Linked DNA regions of Zea mays: region 1 is linked to region 2. Evidence: chromatin contacts called from public Hi-C data. All regions are on one chromosome and are shown on one strand. The core of a region is the stretch at or near the end of the contact, and the rest is flanking DNA. Distances in the headings are between cores, read along the strand shown. Region 1 holds the start of ra2 (ramosa2). Region 2 holds the start of LOC100272723.

Region 1 (7,107 bases), core at 961-3,460, 310 kb before region 2:
ACATCTTAACAAGGATTAGAGTAATACATCACTGCACAACACACTACACAAGCATAGTAATAAGCAAAGCAACGCACACACAGATAAGAACAGCTATATATGTATATAATTAAAACACACAAACTAGCTAGCACATACAGTAGCTATACATCATGCATGGGCATGGCCGCCGTGCAGGATTAAACTTAATTACTCAGAGAGAAAGAAACAGCGCCTTACCATTCACGGCAGCGCAGCGCTTCCCCTTCACTTCACATGCTGCTGTCTCCCCCTTCCTTGTGATCCAACCCAATGCTCTCTGATCCGGAGGTGGTGGTCGTCGACGCGCTGATGGCATTCACCGCCCAATTAGCCACGGAAGCGTAAGGCAGGACGGGCGCCACGTCAGCGCCTGGGGAGCTACTAATGACGACGTTGTTGTGGTGGTTCCGCATGAAGTAGCAGCCGCCGCCGCCGCCCGACGGAGGCAGCGGTGGCGCTGCTAGTCCGTCGACGACCCCAAGCCTCCTGCCGCTGCCGTACATGCCGGCGGCGAACTGGCCGGGGCTCGTCGTCGTCATTGGCGCCGTGGAGAGCCTGGGGGCGGCGCTGACGACGGGGAGCGCGGTGGGGATGCCGGCGGCGACGTCGCCGCAGGCGTAGCGGAGGAGCTCGGCGTGCGCGGCGTCCAGCTCCTTCTGGAGGCGGTGGACCTGGCGCTGCAGCACGGAGATGGCGCCGACGCAGCCGTAGACGGGGTCCTTGACGCGCGCCTCGGCCTCGTAGGCGAGCGAGCTCACGGCGTCCTCCCGCTGGTGCGGCAGCAGCTCGTTCAGCAGCTTGGTCACGTTGCTGGCGCCGAACACCTTGTGCACGTTGGCGAACTTCTGCGGCTCCTCCGGCGGGAAGTAGGGCGCGAACACGCACCCCGGCAGGCACTTGCGCCGCAGGAACTTGCACGCCGCGCACGGCGCCCCGGCACCAGGCATCGTCGTCCCGGCCGACGCCGCCACAGGGGAGAAGGCCGAGTTGTTGCTGGTGCTCGACGGGGACGCCATTTTTCCTTCCTGGCCTAGCTTGGCCTGCGAATAAATCAGTAGAAAAACGTTGATTAATTAGTTGGATTATTATCCGTTTTTTCCCAAAGAAATATACGTATATCTATCTCTACATATGGTGGTGTGGTGGCTGAGCTGTGAATAATATGCATCGCGATCTTTCGATACTAATCTTAGGGCTAGGGTTTTCTTGGACGGAGGATTATATATTGTTCTGGGAAAGGCACGAGGAGAGGGAGAAGATTAGGGTTTCGGAGTGTGATGTGCTCTGATCCAGCCAGCTATGCATGTGCAATCTTTGGGAAAAATGGGGAAGTTCTGTTCTTCCCTTTTTACCTTGGGACAAAGAAAGAGGGGACAATAATGAGACTGTAGATTTCTCATCTGCGGAAAATTATTGATAAAGGGAGCAGTGCAAATCAACAGCATGATCATGAACACAAATGGAGGATGCATGATCCACTGTACAAATGCGTGGGTGTGCATGTATGATGATACGGCACAAGAAGCACAGATTTTTTAAAGGAAAAAAAGGCGATCTTTATTTGCTCAAATCTCAAGAACCATAGATAATATAATAATAGTGCCACTGCCAAGCAAGAGAAGGCCAGAACCCAGAAGACGAGAACGAAGACTGCAGATCAAAGCCTTTTTGTCTTCTAAAATAGAACTTCTCATACATGGGCATGTAGCGCAGTGAGCTAGAGAGACCTGCTCATCCTCACCTCTGGAAGGTCACAGGAGACAGATCTGCAGACGACCTGGTGAAGAAAGGCCGAGACTATGGATGAAGAAGATGTTTTCTCTCTCTCTCTCTCTCTCTATCCTTCTTCTCCCTGCTGCTTCAGCTGGTAGCTAGCTAGCTAGCTTGTTTCCTCCATCACACATCGATCCACTGCTATCTACTAATAACAAGCTGCACAATGGAAATAGAAAGGGGAGGGGGGAAATAGAGGAAAGGACAGACAGGATATAGATAAGCAATAATTCTTGCTTCAGTTTGTGTGTGGATGAGAGAATTGCTGGAGGGTCATATGATCAGGTAGAACAGCCTAACTCTTGTCTGTGCCTGCAGGCTGTGTGATCGATCTATGAGAGGGGGAGGGAGCTGGGGAGGAGAGATATGGAGAGGGGAACCAGCTTCTCCCCTCTCTTCTTCCACCTGCAGCACACTTCCTCCAACTGCAGCAAGGGAAAGGTGAGGTGCATAGATCGGCCGCACACACTATGAAAAAAAAAGGCTGAGAGACAGTATTGAATGAGAGGAGGTGAGAGTGTTGAAGAATATTGTGGTGGTGTATGTTGCAAAGAAAAAAAAGGGCCCGGCCGAGGAGAGAGAAAGAGAGGGTAAACAGATAAATAAGGACAAATTGGGATTAATGGCAGTACAAGGAAAAGTGTGAGGGTGACATTGCCACTACTCGCAAGAATATCTACCACAGTGCTGCCTCATCTCGTCACTTTTCACGAACAGTTCCCGCAGCCCATGGGGTGTAGCAGTATTGTACGTCGTAGCTGAAGAACGAAGTGTGTGTACATATATACAGACTGGTATACTGATATATGTATAAGAAAAAAAAGAAGAAGAAAAAAACTGATATGCATAGTAGTAGTACTACGTACGTACCAATTTTCATAGCATTCCTTTAAAAAAAAGCAGAAAGCGCCAGTGCGTCCGGTTTAAGAGTAATCATTCCCTTTTATGCATATCAACTGGCTTAGCTGCGTAATTGAGCTTTGCCTAATAAGCAGCTACTAGCACAATGATAAAGAGGCCGGCGATGTAGACTGGCACACACCGTGTGGCGATCGATGGCGCAGGCAGGGGTGCTCTTGAGCAATGCGGCTTAACAAACCGGACAATTGAACTAGCTTGCCTCCTGCTGCTTCCATCTCATAATTAAAAGGGCCGCAGTATAATTGGCAATCATTAGTGACGAACTGGTACCAGTGCAAGTCATCGGCATGCATGCATGCACTGCCATACCCGTTAATTATTTGTATATATACCCTAGCTACGAGGGGGATTAAGTAGATTGTATTCTTAATTAGGGTTAGCCCTACAGATGTTCTCTGCCTGTATGATTATTGATTATGGGCTCACGCAGTGTCACACACGCTAGCTACATCAGCGCAGTGTCTATACACTTTGCACACATGGTAACTGTGGGTCTGTCGCGGCTTCAGGGCTTGTTCGGTTTTACCCCAATCCATATGGATTGAGGGGGATCGAGGGCTTGTTCGGTTCTACCCCAATCCATATGGATTGAGGGGGATTGAGGGGGTTTTAATCCCTTGTAAGTCAAAATCCCTCCCAATCCACTCCAATCCATATGGATTGAAAATAACCGAACAAGCCCTGAAGGGGTTTCAATCCCTAGTAAGTCAAAATACCCTCCAATCCGTATCAATCCCCTCCAATCCATATGGATTGGAAATAACCGAACAAGCCCTCAAAGGGGAAAACATATTGGTTTAGGTAGTGTACAAAGCATTAAACTTTTAAATCCTCTACCACTAATAATAATAATAATAATTATTATTATTATTATTATTATTACATATATAACCATTTATTTATATTGTTCTTGTGAATATGACCTTATTAAATGTTCAGGTCGATGAATTCTTAAGATTGACACTATTTCAATATTCAGTGTCTATAAAATAACAACCGGTAGACTACCTACATGTCCAGCCGTTATTAAAAAGAAGCACAGATTTTTCAAAGATAAATAAAGTAAGAATTTTGGACTGCTGCAACTGAAAGCACTATAGAAATAGTAAAAATTGGTACGGATTAAAGCTAAGCAAACAGACATCAAGTTTTCATGTTGAATTCCCTGGTTCTAGTAGTACGAACAAAAGCATAATCATTTCAACTGTATGTAATGCGCCTAACTCAAAATAGAAAATGGGGTAATTCATGAATCAACCATACTCTACGTCAATAATCCGAAGAATATACGTTACGAAACTAAAAATATGAACAAGACATATGATATACACGTACGCCAATGTTTCGATCCATTTACACGATCGATGCATACAGTAGGTAATAAAGCAATTAAAATAATCCCACCATGACAGTTACTGCTGAAAATGGAGAAATTTACACTAAATGCCCTAAGAAGGAATCAATTCGAACTGTCGTCCAGACACGTACTGGCCCTTCGACACAGTTAGCTGATGAAGGGATACAGCAGGAGTCGATTTGTGTCGACCGTCATGCATGTGTAACGAGTCGTAACAGAGATTACTTTGCAGTGCAAGTCGACGAACAGGGGCCCATAAAATAATTCCAAGTACACATGTGGCCTTCAATGATGGCCGCTGTTACAGAGCATGATAGCTTTCGTTTAGATTTTGTCATCTTTGTCATGTATAGGTACGTATATATAGCTGATGAAGCTTATATATAATCAGTATCATCATGATCTACGTACATACATGCATCTCAAACACAAACGTAATTACTAGCTAGCTGCTGGTTGCAGCAAAGTTTTCAAAACTAAAAAAAAGTTGCAAAAGGCATCCACAGTCCAGTCTGGCCAACAATCATGCAGATCACTGAGGCCAAGCAAGTGACAGTACACAGTGTGTGTGTGTTCATACCCCAGAGACACCTCTTTATTGTGTCCAAAAAAACCAAGCAAAAAAGGTGTCATTTTTTTAAGCTTAAACAAATTACTATGGTGTATATACCGTGTATATAAGATCGATCGTCACTAATTTTGATATTACACAGTTTTGAAACTGTACAGCTACTACAACACGTACAGTAATTATTAATAACACGACCACTGTAACAATTAATAGTGTGTGCTGGCTGGACCAGAACTACATATATATCTATGGGTCATTTTAAACTTTTCTAAAGGAGAAAAGCCAAGTCAATTGTTCGAGTAGTCAACAGAGCAAACATGGGAACTCCTCAAGAAAGAGAGCAGCAGCGAGGTCACGGTCTCCAAGAAGGCAAGAACAGACAAGTATAGCCTCACACTAAAACTCTCTTTTACAGTACGTGGTAACAGGAGGCCCTAAGACGTGGGAGGCCCCACCATTCCCTAGCTAGGCCGCCATTAGTATAGTCCGAATCAACATGTACAATGATGCCGCATGACATATATATATATATGTGCATGGAACGAAAAAGGTCCCAGCCATGCCGTGTAAGTGTGTAATCAAATAAACAAACAAGCAAGGGTTTGTCATCATTTCCTCTCTGGAAACCATGCATAAAAGGCTGTTACGTGATTGATAGAGAGAAATGATATTCGTCACCTTTGATGGTCACCTATTCTAAAATGACTTAACAAATTTAAGCTATTCATGATCTTTATAACTCATTTCTTAAGTTATTTCAGGGTGTATGATCATCACCCTAGGTGGCAAATAGCGTTATACCTATGTATATGTACGTGTGTGCGTGCTTGTTATTTATCACGTTAGGTGATCAACTACCCCGGAATAACTTAATAAATTTAAGTTTTTTTGTAATTTATTTCATCTAGGGTGACGAATAACACTGCTATATATATTACCTAGGATGATGGACCATGCACTACTAGAGAATGGGCTTCAGTTCAACAAGTTTTGTTCTAGTTGTTTTAAAACTGGTATTGATACTAGCTTCAGTATCAATTTTAAATATAGAGTCCATGCAAAGGATATTAGTAACCATTGATGTCTCTAACCGGTACTAATATTAAATCATTTAGTACATGTTCCAACCAAAAACCGGTACTAAAGTTTAAATATTTAGTACCTGTTGGAAACACTAACCGGTACTCAAGATCCCACAACTGGAGAAAAAAACAAAGATGCCTTTAGTACCGTTTTTTATCTATGACACTCAAGTTTGATCTTTGCATCACTTGAGAGGGGTTGAGTGCAACCTTTGTCCATTGAGACACCACAATGTGGAGTAGACAAGCATTTTAGGCTTGACCAAACCATAGGGAAATCATCGTGCCTTGTGTGCTTATTTGCTTGAGATTTTTCTCCCTCTTTCTAAGTCTCTCAAATTCACTTTTAATTTTGCTCTTAATCCATTCTTTATCTTGAAAGAGCAATCAAGTGAAGAGGACTTGCTTTCTTCTTCTTTCTGCTCAAACTTTGTTTTAGCTTGCACTAACTTCATTTTTAGACCAAGTTTGTGTTTTTAGTGTTAATTCCATAGGATCACCTATTTACCTCTCTAGGTGCTCTCAGACACACATAATGAGACGCTACAATTCCCTACCTAACGTTTTGTTGTGCACACTGTCTTCCTTTCTGTCTCTAAGTGCTTGGGTCCACTAGTCGGTACCCAACATTTGGCGCCCACCGTGGGTGCGACGAACACCAATCCCACGATGCCTCCCAAGAACAGCACACTAACTAACTGCTCACCCAAGGATGAAGAAACAAAGGCAGCCCTCACCACCAAAAAAGGCTAGGTTGACTTCGCTGACGATGTCCCACCATCCAACGATCCCAAAACCACCATTGAACCAAAAAGCGAAGAGAGCCACCCTATGAAACAAAAAGGATTGCCAACCTCTAAGCCAACTGTTCATACCTCTAGCTCCGAAACCCCACGTGATGTACCACCAAACTCGCGCAGTCTCTCCTACTTGGCCAAAATCTAGCCAGTTTTGACTAAAAACATGTCATCAGTTTCCCTAGGCTTCAAAGCAACAACAAGCCGCCAACTGCACCCACTAGGAATGCCCATCTTAGACGACAATGAAGACCTACAGGATGGCTTGAACCTCGGGATCAACACTAAGGAGTAGCTCCTACTCAAAAGTCTTTGCATGCGCAAAAATAATCTCTAGAAATAGATGGATGTCCTTACAACCAAGAGACAGTGCAGCGAAGTCCAAGCCAGGATCCACAACCTTATCCAGCAAGAGAAAGAACGCCTCCAGACCCTTGAGCAACAGATTTCAGAATTACAAGCCCACCAGGAGCCATCTCACCCTTCGCACTGTAGAGCAGGGCAGGGCAACTTCGGCGAGGTTAGGCACACTATATAGCTTGATGCATTCCAACCTTTCAATTTTACTGATGAAAGGTGACCACT
Region 2 (7,174 bases), core at 3,164-5,663:
AGGATTTTATTTCAGCTGAAACGTTAAATACAGCTCATAATATAAACTACAGTATGTGTAAAAGTTTAAATCTGTTTGGTTAAAGAAAACTGAACTGAACACCCCCTTTATGTCTCCCCGTCAAAACAACTATAAAAACATATTTATATTTCCACCTATTTATAGAACTAACATAAGCCGAAAGCACTCCGCTCCACCCAATTAAAATAACATAAGCCGAAAATAGATTCAAGGTGCTATGAAAATTATACGACACGAAAACTTGTTTGGTTGGGCTTGGTTGACGTTCCGTTTTTCTGTAGCGCAGCCTAAAAAACACAGTAAAGGCTTCTTATTAACATATCACAAGAAACCACGGTATATGTTTTAAAATATCATCAGCACCACATATACATCAAATGAATAACGTATTCAGATTGCAATAATACTATAGTTCACTGACAGGCACACTGGGCTGTTTCCATTTCAGGTGGAGCAACCATGACCGGCAATCAGGATGAGCGGCTGTTCGGTCATCAGAGTTCTCCAGGTTTACAAAGTTGCAGACAGAAAATCGGTTCAGCTGACACTTCCCAAGTCTCCATACTATACACATACTGTTGAAATGGCACTACTGCTCAACTTATCTGCCGTTCATCAGCTTGTCGAGAACCACGTTCAGGTCCACATTCTGCCCATTTTCCGTCAGCCTCCGCACGGTTGCTCTCACCTGCTCTCTCGAGAATCCCATCGTGGCAACCTTCTCAACTACATCGTCAAGTGGCACTCTATTGCCTGAAGCACCGCTGGTGCTGGAGGAGCTTACCGGCACTGCTTGTGGTAGTATCTGAGCCGTGGGGAGCCTGCCACTGCCATAGCCGCCACTTCCCCCAGAGGATTGAGCAAAAGGTGTAGACGGCTTCATTCCAGCATTGCCGCGGTGGGAAGGAGATCCAGCGTAACCATATGAGTCAGAGAAACCACTCCCACCCTGTGGTCCATAGCCACCAGAACCGTATGATGATGGCGGCCCAGGGTTAGCCCGGCCTGCGGGAGGTTCATACATGGTAGGGTTTTGTTGTCCATAGTAAGGAGGAGCAGGTCCACTAGGCGGTTGCATATAAGGTGAAGGAGGACGTGCATTAGGTGCATAGCTCTGAGGCGGTGGGTAAGGCATAGTTTCCTCTGGTTGCTGGGGTGCAGGAGGCACATGTGGAGTTGGAGGGTTAACGTTTGAAGGCTGAGATGGCTGTGAATATTGAGGGAACTGGGATGGGGATTGGTATTGCTGAGGTGCAGGAGGGGCCTGAGGCTGTGGAACTGGCGGAGCTTGATACTGCTGGTGCATGGTTTCGGTCGGCTGAGAAGATGGAGCATAGTAAGCATCCCTTGGTAAAGCCGGAACTGAGGGAACCGGTGCAACAGAAGGCACAGATGGTACCTGTGAATGTTGTAAATGACTTGGAAACTGTGATGGTGGTTGGCTTTGAAGCGTTGGAAGTGGTGCATTTGGAGCAGGAAGGGCAGGAAGTGCAGGTGGTTGCAAAGGGGTTAAGACTTGCTGTGGCTGAATGGCTGCTTGTGGAGGAGGCACCGGCTGAGAGCCAGCATGTCCAGACCCACTATTTTCTGATGAGTGGGCATCAGTTTTGGTTGTCTGGAGCTTTGCAAGGTGGAGTTGCGCCTCGACAATTTCCTGCTTGTCTCGTAAAATCTGCACACCTGCTTGGACCTGCAAGTTATGAAGCACTCAGTTTGGTGCATTTTTCTTTTACAACAATCGTATATTCATAGGACTAGTATACAGGATAATATATCCCATGAGTGTCCTTAGCCATGCAACAATACTTAAACAAGTAAGAAGAAAAGCAATGGTAGAGAAGGTTCGCATGTTAATGAGATCTAACATGAGGAAGCAACCTAATCATCTTATTTGTGTATGACTGCATCCATGTTCTAAGCTAAGCCCCTAAAATACAAACAGATAAATATGCAGTTACATACTGAGAGAGAGAAACCAGTAAATATGATTAATTTGCATCTAGCAAGTCAACTTCAAAAAAATAACTCTAATAAGTACAGCATGAAAAATCTGTTGAACAACAAAGACCAACAGTGGGTGAGCACATCCAGGTCTATGTACTACCAAAAATGAACAAGAGACTGAGAACATCTACCAAAATAGCAAATCAAACATATATGAACTATCTTGTTTTATCCTATGTGCTGCTACAATCAATAAATGATGATATAACATTTTGTGGCAAGCCGGCAATAAACATGAAACGTTGTAAATCCTCCATTTGAATGGAAAACATTATCTATAAAATATGGTATGAATAAAAACAGTAAGTCAGTAACATGAAATAGGTCTATAAAATGTGGTCACTCAGAAGTGCATAAATGTTTGCTACTGCATTACAGAGTCTTTTCCACCACATATGGAGCAAAGACTAGCAAACTAAAGAAGGGAGAGTCACATGTAACCTACCTCTCTGAGCATGTTCTCAAGGTGCCTGAGTTTTCCATCAGTGCTACCATTATAGTTACCAATTGTTAACTTCAACTCATCAACAGAGTTTTCTAGTTGGTGTGTTCTGCCCTCCATCTGTGAAAGCCTTGAGCTTACACCTTCCAGTGCATGCAAAAGGTTATCAGAGTACTTCTTCATGGTTCGATCAATATCTGCGATAGTAACTGTAGGGAAGTTACTCCTGTCTTCCTCATGACTAACTTTCTTCAGCACATGTGGCTCCAATATACCAGCACTCTATTCAGAACAAGGAAGATTGTAAGTATATAATAAAGGAGATGCTATTGATGTGATGATGTCATCACTTTGAAGTTTTGAACCCTCAATGATGAACAGTTAAGTTGGTCTTTCAAAGAAACACAGTGCACACACATGCTTCAATTATATAAATAGATCCTCACTTTACAAGCCAACAAACCTGAAACGGATGTCTGTTTTGCACATATCAATAGATAGCTGATACTCACAAAGTTAAATCACAGTAGTAACTAATTAAGCATTATACAATGCAATCAAACTTGGCTGACAGAGGGGTGAAGAGTATAGCTAACTATGTAAATGAACTTGGCTGAAAAAAGAGTGAAGAGTATAGGTAACTTGTTAGATGGGAGAAAAGGTGAAACATATACAGCTCGGGTAGGCTCAGTTCAAATAGGGAACAGTGGGTGATGCTATCAGCTGTCCGTGTACAATATCTTATAGTGGTCTATCCACAAAAATGTGTAGTTTCTGGCAGAAACAAACTCTGAGCACAATTTGGCAGCGCTGATTTACCAGACAATCAATATAAGAACATTTGAATTCCCATATGGGTCTGTAGATTCTTTATCTAACAGGCTAGCACAGAGTCATCGACACATTAGTGTGTAGCAAAAGATAAACATTCTAGTGGCCTACTCCGGACATTAAAGTGGTCCTAGTGGCTGTGGAAACACCTGTGTCTTTGATGGGGCTACTCTGAACATCTCTAGGAGTATCCAAGACAAACAGTCTCTTGCAACCTAGGTTACCACCTATGGTTGGTGGTTTTTTGTACAGGTCTATTTTGCCCTTTTATCTTCTTAATTTAGTTATGCGCAGTACTCCTGGACATTCGAGGAAAAAAAGATAAACATTCAAACAATACTTCACAAGAGTCTTTTGGTGTGGGCTGCATGCAATAAAGCTTATCAGTTGACTATGCTCATTCAATTGAAACCAGCTACAAAAAATGGCCCGTCTTCTCTGCCCATCCATCCCATTTCGATTACGAACACATCAACATATGGGAGAAAACAGTAACTAACTGAAATTTGCAAATCTCAACAGTGATTACGAGTTAAAAGTTCTCTGACTAAACTAGTCGCATGATGAAGTGATGACCTACAAGGATAAAAAAAAAAGTTCGGAGACGCATTCGACTCAGAAAATAGGCAGAGGCGCAGAGCACTACGAGATTGGGACTCGGCAGATCTAGCGGGAGTACCACCACAGGGTGGAAGGTCATACCTTGAGGTTGTATGAGGCGGCGGCGGAGGCAGAGGCAGAGGCGGAGGGTGCCTTGGAGTCGAGCGATCCCCACGAGGCCTGAGACACGGGGGCGGCGGCGGTGGCGCCGCCGGTGCGGATCGGCTGGAAATCGTAGCTGGGTAGCATGTCGTCTGATGTGCCGTTGACGCTGCTACTGCTACGCCGGCGACGGAGACGGTCCTCGCCGTCCTCCTGGGGGATCGGGATCATCAGATCGCTGAGATCCACACCCCCACCGCCCCCCGCGCCGCCGCCGGACGGGGAGGCGGAGGCGGCGAGGCCGAGGATCTGCTTGTCCATGAACTGCGACGCGTTCATCTCCTCGCCGTGTCGGTTGGTGGAGATGTTGGTGCGGATGGAGCTGGAGATGGTGGTGAGGTGAGGAGGGGAAGGGAGCGGAAGAGTAATCCGGATGGGGACAAGCAAGCGAGGCGAGACGGGACGGGACGGCGAGTCGGTTCGCGTTGCTCCGGGCCTCCAGCTCTGCAATTCGCATATTGCTTGGGCCTAGTTTGGGCTAACACCTGGGCTCTCATTTTTACTGGTCCAGACTTTACCAGGTCGGGTTCCCCTTCTCCTGCCTCTATCCATTCTTTTCTTTTCTTGTTGTTTTGCTAGGTAATGGAGAAAAGTTCTCGCTTCTCCCTTTTTTCAGTGCAAGAAAAATAATTACAAATGATTGCCTCATATCTATGTACATTTGGGTCGGTCCGAAGCACGAAAAAAAAAACACAGCCCAGACACAGCATGACCCGAAATATTTTAGGTCGAGGTCGCGGCCCATGGGTGGGCACGAGCACGGCCCATTTAAGGCAGGCACGAAATAACTCATATAAAGACACGAAAAGGCTCATATATTTATTAAAACCACACTTCATTTCACACTTTCTTGTATTTGATAAAGAACACAAATCTAGAGATAATGCTAGCTAGATGTTTTTTGTAGCTTTGAATTAGAGTATGTGATGTAATTTTACTTTTGTTATGAACATTAGATAATAAACTGAACTTACGAATTTTGTATAGAGCTGATTATACTCGTTTTCCTTCTAATAAAATGATTTGTAAACGAGGTAGTCATTACATAGCTCTGGTAACTTTAATACAAATGTTAAGTTTGCTTTTGTTCAAATTTATTTGTCTTATCTTTTATTTGTTTTATTAAATTTGTTTTGAATTTAGGGCTCTGATGTGAATTCCGGACCCTGACGTGAATTTCGGGCAAAAAACTGAATTTCGGACCAGAAATTGAATTTCGTGCCGCCCGAAATGAGCCCGGCACGTTTAAGCAATTACGTGTCGGGCCGAGGGCTAGGTCTGTGGGCCGGCCCAGATCGACCCGAAATTCAAACAATACAGGCTTTTTCGGGCTTGGATCGGGCCGGGCTGGACGGCCCGAATGTACACTTATATATCTCACTATACTTTCACCATTTTATGGCGAAAAACAAATCATAATAAAAAGGAGTTTAACATTATTGAGCAAAATTAAGATAGAAGCTACGGAGGAGAGGGAGTAGATTGTTTGAAATATATGGTGGATATTTGAAATATATGCAAGTTATTTCAAGTTTTGTTTTCGCTAATTTTGAGACTACAATTTTGATGTGCGGTTTTGACACCTAATTTGCAGCCTTTTAAGATTTACACCCCTACACAATGACATTGTGAATTATTGACATGCAGGTTAATCTTGATAGGCTTGCGAATTGGATGTTAATTTTCAATTTTTCTCATTTGCCAGTGTTGCTACTTCGCGCTAGGAACCAGAAGTTTCAGGAATTCCTCCTGTTTTGCCATCTTATATCCGCAGAAGTTTTGATGCTAACGCATATACGGGTACTACCCTCTACACCACGTATATATATTAAGACTAGTTTGGAAAGAGAATTAGAAAAGAAATTAGTTTATTTCCACGTCAATTTCTTTCAATTCCCAAAAGAATTTGAGTTCCAAACTAATCCTAATAGTTTGTTTGGCAAGGACACGAGAGGGATTTGAGAGACTAAAATTCTTTGATGTTAATTTTAAATAGCAAAGGATTTTATCCCCTCATTTGCTCCCAAAAGAGTGTTCACGCAGAGTGCTCGAATAGGAGTAATCAGAAAACTAGAAGGAAAGCACTCATTAATTCACACAATAGAAATAATTCTTAAAAAACGAAGAGCAGACAAACAAAAGTAAACTGATAGAGCTGTAAAACTTGGTAAGCTCTAAACATTAGATTATTGCGTCCTGAGCAGGCCAGCAGGGAGCAGAGTCATCGGCCCGTCCGGCTCAGTAGACGTACTGGACGCGACACAGCTTCGACGACGACCCCGACCACGGCACGTCGACGGTGACCACGCCGTCCTTGTACGTGAACTCGGCCTCGTCGCCGTTCACCTTGCAGAGCCTGGGCGTCGCCGACGAGTACGCCACCAGCTCCCCTGCGCCCTTCACGAACACCTCTGCCGTGACGCCGCTAGCATCTTTCTTGGCCTCGAACGCCTGCACGGCGCCGGCGGTGTTGAGCATGTTGGCGAGTCCGATGGGCGCGAACTTGATGGCCCGCTCGTGCGAGATGACGCGCACGGGGGCGACGACGAAGAGCTCGTAGGTGAAGGGCTGCAGCGTGAGGTCGACGCCCTCGTCGGGGCGCAGCAGCTGCAGCGTCCTGGCCTCGACCGCGTACACGGCGAACTGGGAGACGCCCTTGACGCTGACGCCTGGTCCCGCTTTGCCGCTCTTCCATTCGACGTCGGACGGCGAGGCGCGCGCGGCCAGGGGCACGGAGAACTCCGAGAAGCACTTGTTCCGCCGCGCCTCGGGGCTCCACCCGCCGCCCTGGCAGTTGAAGGCGCCGACGACGCCGGCGAAGCGGTTCACGTTCCAGATCTTGAGCACGGTCCGGCCGTCGTGGAGCGGGTCGGCGAAGAGGCAGTCGCGCGTGGGCAGCGCGTGGCCCTCGCACCGGAGGACGGTGCCGTCGGGGAGCGCCAGGCGGCGGAGCAGCGCGAAGTCGTGCTGCCCCACCGAGTCGCTGACGTAGATGGGCCCGCCGGAGATGGCGCGGGACGCGGCGTGGAAGGCGGCGCAGGGGTGCGTGGACTGGAACATGTCCCAGTCCGGGTGGATGAAGTTGCCCATCCACAGCGAGTTGTAGGCGCAGTG

Evidence for each region. A called contact is a pair of places that touch in the nucleus more often than the background predicts.
Region 1: a Hi-C map of ear shows a contact between it and region 2, with 3 times the contacts expected there. The contact joins the promoter of ra2 here to the promoter of LOC100272723 in region 2. A contact is called at or near these places in 2 of 25 Hi-C or Micro-C datasets (ear and tassel).

What each region holds. Positions count from the first base shown.
Region 1 is chr3:12,825,266-12,832,372 of Zm-B73-REFERENCE-NAM-5.0, reverse strand. It overlaps ra2 (ramosa2), which reads right to left and starts at 2,210. Exons shown (of 3, transcript NM_001138446.1): 1 at 1,763-2,210; 2 at 220-1,061; 3 at 1-43. The coding sequence starts at 1,037. The coding sequence ends at 252.
Region 2 is chr3:12,519,392-12,526,565 of Zm-B73-REFERENCE-NAM-5.0, reverse strand. LOC100272723 reads right to left here and starts at 4,413. Exons shown (of 3, transcript NM_001147176.1): 1 at 4,001-4,413; 2 at 2,471-2,749; 3 at 311-1,711. The coding sequence starts at 4,339. The coding sequence ends at 623. LOC100281190 reads right to left here. Exons shown (of 2, transcript NM_001367876.1): 2 at 6,153-7,174. The coding sequence ends at 6,299.